Linked DNA regions of Mus musculus: region 2 is linked to region 1. Evidence: chromatin contacts called from public Hi-C data. All regions are on one chromosome and are shown on one strand. The core of a region is the stretch at or near the end of the contact, and the rest is flanking DNA. Distances in the headings are between cores, read along the strand shown. Region 1 has its middle 51 kb from the start of Gm16701. Region 2 holds the start of Fam78b (family with sequence similarity 78, member B).

What was found. Hi-C and Micro-C count contacts between places; a contact is called where the count stands out from the background.
Region 2: a contact with region 1 is called in a Hi-C map of the N1E-115 cell line, with 5 times the contacts expected there. The contact joins the promoter of Fam78b here to the enhancer-like site in region 1. A contact is called at or near these places in 3 of 39 promoter capture datasets (hippocampal neurons and liver), 2 of 484 Hi-C or Micro-C datasets (the N1E-115 cell line and group 2 innate lymphoid cells) and 1 of 9 other capture datasets (adipose tissue).

Annotation. Positions count from the first base shown.
Region 1 is chr1:166,946,452-166,950,707 of GRCm38.p6, reverse strand. No RefSeq gene overlaps it. Among named protein-coding and RNA genes, the nearest start is that of Gm16701, 51 kb to the left of the region's middle. Within about 2 kb of position 2,522, at least 20 of the 459 cell types and tissues checked have an H3K27ac peak or open chromatin away from gene starts, as enhancers often do. A contact at or near this core is called in the N1E-115 cell line, where this site is marked.
Region 2 is chr1:166,999,224-167,003,479 of GRCm38.p6, reverse strand. Fam78b (family with sequence similarity 78, member B) reads right to left here and starts at 2,063. Exons shown (of 3, transcript NM_175461.4): 1 at 1,652-2,063. The coding sequence starts at 1,914. Gm16701 (predicted gene, 16701) reads left to right here and starts at 3,750. Exons shown (of 3, transcript NR_037988.1): 1 at 3,750-3,927.

The DNA.
Region 1 (4,256 bases), core at 1,273-3,772:
TCTCCTCTATAAGTTTCAGTGTCTCTGGTTTTATGTGAAGTTCCTTGATCCACTTAGATTTGATCTTAGTACAAGGAGATAGGAATGGATCAATTCGCATTCTTCTACATGATAACAACCAGTTGTGCCAGCACCATTTGTTGAAAATGCTGTCTTTCTTCCACTGGATGGTTTTAGCTCCCTTGTCGAAGATCAAGTGGCCATAGGTGTATGGGTTCATTTCTGGGTCTTCAATTCTATTCCATTGGTCTACTTATCTGTCAGTATACCAGTACCATGCAGTTTTTATCACAATTGCTCTGTAGTAAAGCTTTAGGTCAGGCATGATGATTCCACCAGAGGTTCTTTTATATTATTGGCCAGCACTAGTTTCTCAAAAGTCCTCCTTCACTGAAACTCCATTGTCTAGCTCCATGCTAGAGTACTTCCCCTTTCTGACATTCATCTCCCCACAGCTCATGTAGGAAGCTCATCTTTTCCACTCTAGTTCCTTGTCCTCTGATTATTCACCATGCACATGGGCCTACATGTGAGTCCATATGATATCTGACTCCTCTGCTCTTTCTTCTCCTTGACAACATGGTCAAAATTAGATAGCACATGATCTGCTCTATAGTATGTAACAAAAGGCTCTCGATAATATTGAGTGACTCAATCAAGTGAGTTCATAGCAACTCTGGAGGGATAGGAGATGGGGAAAGAAGAAGAAGCCCCCTCCAGGTCCTCTAAATAAGTCTTTGGACCTACTGTTCCTGGCCCTCCTCCCCCACATCATTTACCTGCAAAACTGAACCTCCTGGTCGAACTGTGAGTTTTCAGGCTGTGTTCCCTCCTTCAGCTGACTGACGTTTCTAGTACCATGTGTGATTTCCTTCCTGTTGAGTGGACCTTAAGTTCACTTAGACAGGCAGTTGCTTACTACCAAGACGAGGGTGCCACTTACTGCATCTTTATAGACATCTGCCCTGCCAGTCATTGTTGTAGTTCATAGGTATCACAGCTGAGTAGGACTATTAACTACTCCTTCTCTTTGAAGCTTGTGTAGTATTATCAGATACCATGGGAGCAAGACCACAGGGAGGACGGTTTCAGGTTAGTCATGTGTCTTAAGTGTGTGTTGTCTTCAGCAATAAAGACTTGTCTTCAACCTCTGGGTGGCAACCAAGGGTTACACCAATTGTCCATATTGCCACCAGAGTCACTTGGGCTATAATGATCATCCAATCAAAAGGAGCTTTCTTGTGCTTAGTGCTGGGATTTTGATAGTCTATTGCTCTTGTATGGAACATAGTCAGCCCAAGTGCTATAATGCCCTTTAAGGTTTAAGATATTATATATGCATACACATACACACATATCTTAAGTGTATACAAATATATATATATATATACGTATATATACATGTTTATACATATATACACACATATGTATGTATGTGTGTAGGTGTGTGTGTGTGTGTACAGTATAATTTTAGGTACATATAAATAATACAGTTCCTTGAGGCTTTATCAAACAACCTTTGTATTACTTGTTTTAAAGAGTGCCTCTGTTTGTTTTTTTATTGTCGTTTTTCCCCTTTCCAGAGGATTACCATTGGTGCACTTGGGTGACTCATGAAGCTCAGGTTTTCATAAATGCTTTTGTAGTTACATAGAATGGACTTAGAACCCTGGGGACCAAAACTGCCAAGGTTGCTTCTGCTCTGACTGAGTCACCTCACCCATCTCTTAGAACCCTAACACCAGAGCTCCGATGATCCACCATTCCAATAATGACAACCACAGCAAGACAACCAGACTCCACCGCGGATGCTGAGCCGGATGCTCCAGTAGTTACTTGGGAGGATAGTTCGTCTTGCTTGTCTCCGAGGTTGCTGGGCAACTCCAGTGAGTGATTTTATAAAGGACAGAGTGATCTGCAGCACAAGGGTTTACTATTATTAAAAATACACCTCGTGGCATTGCCTAGACAAAGAAATGTTGGGAATGACAGACGCTGAAGCTAAATGAGGACAGGAACATTAAAAAACCTAATTACTAAATATCCCACAAATACCACAAACAGAGTCGGAACTTGACTAATTAACGACAGGAGCCTCACATTTAAGTATTTCAGTTTTACTGGCTTCAATCCTCTTTGCCTATCAGGACTGGTTTATTTCTACCATCGAATACCTATGAAACCAGTGAGGCCTAACTGATGTGTGATTGATGTGGGCTCTGTTAATTATATGGCTGGGTTTTATGCACGAAACCATATCCTTGGTTTCTCTCCCTTAATTTACCTCACTTTAACTGTTGGTCATAAAGCAGTTTCAGATATATCTGCTGAATCCCAGAGCAGAGTTTTTGCAACTCGGAAGGTACCCGAGTCAGTTTAGGCATCCTGAGTAGTTCCGTCGACGCGGGGGAAGGGGTGGGGGGAACTCCGGCTGGAAGATGGATGGCTTGGCTTTTCCTTCCAGCCCTGCTGGCTCCCTCTCTGCAGCTGCTCACTGGTGCCGCAGCACATCTGTTATCATTAAATGCATGCGCAGCATCAGCAGTGACAAAAGGCTTAATTGCTTCCTGACAGTCTATCAGATGGGGCTTTACTCACTCTCAATTTAGATAGCTGGAGATGATAACATCTGCCTACTAGCCTCTCCCGAGCATCTGGTACCCTTGCTGGTAGTAGCACCTGATTTTCTTCTGGGATTTCACTCATCTCTCAGACTTCCTCTCTTATTATTCCCTGTGGCTCAATCCCATTTCTGTTGCTCCAGGGCTGGATTTGGACAAATGGAATCCCAGTGGTTGGTTCCTGGGTGGGCACGTGACCTAAGTTTAGCCAATGAAGAGACAGACACCTAAGACTGACAAGAACTCTTTGAAAAGGACACCCTGTTCTTCTCTGGGTTTTTAAGCTGTTAGGTCTTGGACTCGCTGTGTCTTTGCTGCCACTTAGATCTGAGTGGTGAAGCCAGCACTGAGGACAGGAGAGGCTAGAGGTGGAGAGACAGGCTCTGGTCAGCATGGTTTGCGTGTGCGGACTCCAGCAACGACAGAAGAGAAGTTCATAAATGCACCACCATATTATATGAGACAGTCTGAATGGGAATCTGTCACTTAGTCAAGAGTCCTTTCTTCTGTCGTGGTACATCTAGGTTGTTTCCAGCTTCTGGCTATCACAAATAAGGCCGCTATGAACATAGTGGAACACATGCCCCTGTGGCATGGTGGGGCATCTTTTGGGTATATTCCCAAGAGTTGTTTGGATGGGTCTTCAGGCAGATCTATTTCCAGTTTTCTGGGGGAACCTCCAGATTGATTTCCAGAGTGGTTGTACCAGTTTGCAATCCCACCAGCAATGGAGGAGTGTCTCTCCAAAACGCATCAGAGATCTGGGAGCTGAGAGACTCTCAGGACTCAAAGGGAGGGATCTTAGATGAAATGCCAGGCATTTATGCCAGACATAGGGAGAGGGAACTTATAGAGCCCACCTCCCACAGGAAGAAAGGACATCAAGTCAGAGATTGGGTTGCCATCCTACAGTCACAACTCTAACTCATAATTGTTCCTGTCTGAAAGAATTACAGGGATGGAATGGAGAGGAGCCTGAGGAAAAGAAGGTCCAGCAAGAGGCCCAAAGTGGGATACAGCTCAAGGCCTGACACTATTACTGAGGCTATGGAGCACTCACAAAAAGGAATCTATCATGACTGCCCTCCAAAAGACCTAACAAGTAGCTGAAAGAGTCAGATTCAGATATTTGCACCCAACCAATATACAGAAGCAGCTGACCCTTGTTGTTGAATTAGGGAAGACTGAAAGAAGCTGAGGAGAAGGACGACCCTGTAGGAGGACCAGCAGTCTCAATTAATCAGGACCCCTGAGATCTCTCAAATACTGGACCGCCAAACAGGGACCATACACCAGCTGATAAGAGCCCCCAACATACATATAGCAGAGGACTTCTGGGTCTGTGTTTATTCAGAGATGATGCACCTAACCCTCAAGAGACTGGAGGCTCCACAGAGTTTAGAGGCCAGGTGGGGTGGGGGATGGGGTCATCCATGTGGAGACAGGGGGATAGGGATGAGGTGTGGAATATAGAGCAGTTGGAGGGTGGATGGGAGGGGGCAGAATAAAATATGGAATGTAAAAAAAATAAAATTAAAATTAATTAATTAATTAAAAAATAGTCCTGACCCAGACGTTGAAACTTTATCCTGATAATTTCCAGTGCACGTAATGTATGAAAAGAGTCTTAGGAAA
Region 2 (4,256 bases), core at 814-3,313, 53 kb before region 1:
CCCATCATGAGACAGACACCCTCCCCTGCCAGGCTTTCTTACTTGGCCGAAAAGAATGAGTTTCTAAAAGCCCCCAACAAACAAACAAACAAGCCCACAATTCTAACCACTTTTTTCGGGGTGTGTCTTTTTAGGTGGCATGATTCACCCAAAATACGTCCCCCATTTCTCTCATTTCCAGAAAGACAAGAACACAGTGTGCACAGGCATATTGCAAAGCTGGGTTTGCATCTCTCTCTCTCTCTCTCTCTCTCTCTCTCTCTCTCTCTCTCTCCTGAGCTTTTATGCTTAAGAAGCAAAGTGCAAACTCTGGGAGTTAAATGGAAACAAAACAATCTGTCAAAATTCCTCTTAGCACCTATGACTAGTGTTAACTTACATGCTCCCGGGGTGCAAGAAAAAAAGCCCCAAAACTGCTGCTGAAAAGATGCTTTGACCTTTTAAAATGAGAACTCCCCCATCCCACATCCATATTAAATAGGAAACCTTGAGAGTGCCACAGTTTTAGATTAAGAAATGAAATGAGGTTGAATTTCCAGAAAAGGGGTTTCCCTATAGGCTACAAGCTAATTAGGGTGTTCTAGACTGACATTGTAATAGTAAGTAGAATACAGGCCCCAAGTCTCCTAGCCAAATGTAGTGGCCAAGTACACGGAGTCTAGTTCCGAAAGGGGACGGGAGGGCAGATGAAAATCTAGTAGATAAAAAAGTCCAGAACACGACCTCTCAAAGCTAGTGTGGTTCCAGGGCAGGATGTCCGCCCCTGGCGGCCGCAGAGCCCTGGCGATCTAGGTGCACCGCAGCTGCCAAACCCTCAGCGCGCTCTAACCGGCGCTGCTGAAGGAAGTTGGAGAGCTCCCAGCCAGCCGACTGGATAGGCGGTGGGCGCCTGGGAATCCCTTCCAGCGCCGCAATTAGGAAAGTTTTGAAAAGTAAAGACCCCAGACAGATGAAGTGTCTCATCCTTTCCTTGAGCCTAAGAAACACCTCGTGTTACACCAGGCTAGCACAAGGCCACCAGTTTCTCTTGGCCCGGGAGCATCCGGTGCCTTCCAGCTCCCCACCGCCCCAGAATTGGTCCTCAGGGCGCATAGCTAGAGGGGCTTTCTGCCCAGCTGGAGATTCCAGGCAGAGATGCTCCTTAGGCTCGCTGGCCTGGGAAGCAAAGGCAGAACCTCTAACTCCCATTCCTACACCCTGGACCTTCTCTTCCAAGCCAGCTTGATTTTCTCCAAAAGACGCACGACACAGCCCATGCGCCCCCGGGACTCCACTCCTCTCCCCAAACTTCCCAGGGAGACCCACAAATACAGACTGCGCCCCCAAACTCCCACGACAATCGCCAATCATCCTATCTTTGCCTCTTGTACCCTCCCAGTCGCGTTCTTCCTGCCCCTCACTATTCTCCTCGCCTCTCCGAGGAAGTCAGAAGCAAAGCACGAGAAAATGCCTTCGCGAGGAGCCTCCCGTCACCCGCCCTGTCACTGAAACAAAAGCGCAGGGAGGAGGGAGGTGGGTGGGGAGGCAGGAGGAAGGTTCGGAAAGAGATGGGGGCAACGGTAAGAGGGGTTGGGGAGGGGGTTCAGAATGGAGAGTGGAGAAAGGGGCCAGGACCCCGCTCCCGCGCCGCGTGGCGTGGCCGGTCGCTTACATGCCCAGGTCGCTGTAGGTGTTGAAGAACTCCATCTGGTTGCATGCCTGGATCCAGCCCACCACCCAGGTCTCGTGGCGGGGGATGGGGGGCATGACCACACGGGCCGAGGCTTTGAAGTAAGGGGTCTTGTAGCGCAGGACGATGGGCGAGGTCTCCTCGATGCGCGTGGGGCACTGGTCGATGGTGGCGCACACATCGTACACCACGATGTTCTCGCGCCGGATCCGCGCCTTGCAGGTGATGCTTTGGATACAGCCCATCCTGCCGCCCGGCGCCGGCGCGGCGCGGCGTGGGGCAGCGCGGGGGCCCGGCGCGGGCAGCCGCGGGCACCCGTCACGCCGGCATGGCGACGCGCCGCTCGCTCCCGGTCCAGCTCAGCTAGCGCCTAAGAGCGAGGAGCCGCCGCCGCGGGGCATCCTCCGGGGAAGCCCCCTCCCCTTTCCGCGCGCTGGGTCGCGGCTGCCCCGACGCCCGCCCACGCCCGCCTCCTCGCTCCAGCAAGGGCGCGCGGAGCGTGCGCTCCTAGGAGGCGGCGGGCGCTCTCTCCGGCTCCCGTGCCCCGGCGGAGGGCAGGGAGGGGAGCGGCGCTGCGAGGAGTGGTGCCCACCCCGGGCCGGAGCCCCCCGCCCTTCGCCGGAGAGGAGGAGGAGGAGGCGGCGGCGGCGGCATGGAGCTGCGGGAGGGTGGCGGCGGCAGCGCCCGGTTTGTCTGTTTCCGCGGCGGCAGCAGCAGCAGCCGCCGCCGCCGCCGCCGCTGCATGAACCTCTGCTGCACCGCGGCTGCCCCCCGCGTGCAGCGCACCCAGCGGCGGGCGAGCGGGCGGCCCGAGCGGCAGGCGGAGGCAGGCGGCGGCGGCGGAGTCCGTGTTCCCTCCCGCCCCGCCCTGGAGCCGGACAGCGCCCACACTCCCGCATCCGGCTGCGGGGGCGTGTGGGGGGCGCCAGGGGACCGTAGCCCCGGGCGGAGAGCCCAGCGGGCTAGGGCTACGGGGGACAAGCTCCGCGGAAGAGACTGGCTGTACGCCATGAGTTTGTCCCTCTTCGGCTGCCGTCCGGGGGGGGGGGTAGTGTGCAAGGGTGGGGGTGTTTAAAGGGCCGCTAGCTCCCGGGCGGGGCGCGGCACGTGGGGTTGGGCGGGGCCGGGACCCCGGTAGGTGGCGCCCCGCGGGTGATAGTGGGGTGTAGAAGCGGGACCCTGCTTATTGGGATGGGTGGGGCCGGGAGGGCGCGGCGCGGTTCAGAGTATAGAGGGAACCACAGTGGGGTACGGTGAGGCTGCGGGAGGAGAGATGTTGGAGAATCAGCTCCAGCTGAGATGTATCGTTGTGATATAGTTTGTTAGAGTTGGGTGTGACCTCCAGCAGTGCCACGAAATAGATTTACTACCTCGTTCACTGGTCCGCATTTTCCTTTAGTCTAGTAGAAGCTTTATTTTTTAATTTAATTTTATTTTTTTGCACCACAGTATTGAGAGTGAAACCTGAGAAATCCCATTGGAGGCTGACACAAAATCACCCCAAATGCCAGTGTTAGTCGAGGCACCAGCTCAGTCTACTCATGGCCTGTTTTCATATCACCCCTCCACAATCTCTGAAAATACTCTTATCAGAACAACACACAGTGTGTATGTGTGTGTGTGTGTTGGGGGGGGGGGTTGTTGGAGCTCCTTGGGAAACACTGCCTTTTGAATGTCTTGTGTCTTTAGACAAGTTGTACTTAGTGGAATCATCTAGGTAGATTAGAACGCTTAGCTACCCTCCCAGTCTTACCTAAGGCCTGTTAAATACAAACAGAAGTTCAGGGCTTTATAGAACCCAGGAGGATTAAAGAGTAACCACTTGATTCTACAAAGTCAAGGCGCCAATTTGTAGAAAACCCTAATCCCTGTAGAAAGCTGGGGATCTTAGGGATCTTTTCTTGTCTTTGCTTCTCCTGAAGGTGCGTGGTGACCAGCACACAGTCATTTCTTACCAGCTGTGTCAGAGTGAAACCTTGACGGAAGAGCCGCCGGTCTCCGCTCTCTCCCGATGGAAACTGACGCCAGAGATGGCCTGCACATTCCATTCCGTGTATCTGCCACGTGTGTGTTATTGTGATCTCGGGTGTCAAATAGGAAGAATATTTAAGAGATGATTTTTTTTAATTACGTGTCTTCTCTCATAGTTCAGAGCCAGCAGCTTCTTTTAACCTTTTTTCCCCTCACGATCATTGAGCATTTGCTGGATCTGGTACTCACGTGTGAACTCCTCTAACAGGCCACACAAGACTGCCTGGGTGAGTCTTTAGTTAGGACAGATGAATTCCTAAAGTTCTGAAAGCAGTTCTAAAAGCAGCCTCCATCCTTGTCTTACCTTTTCTGACACGCTGGCTTCACTTTATAGTTCACACACACACAAAAAGCAATCTCCTTCTTTGATGACATGGCTCACTTTATGATGTAGCTGCAAGCCTCCATCACTGGTCCCTTTATTCAGCAAACACTTCCTGGTGGCATGGCAGGAGCCAAGTATTGTCCCTAGGTACTAGCGACTCGGGGTTGGACCAACGTTCATGATCCGCTCGAGAAGATAAATCTATTAACAAGTTGTTACAGTCAACTGTGC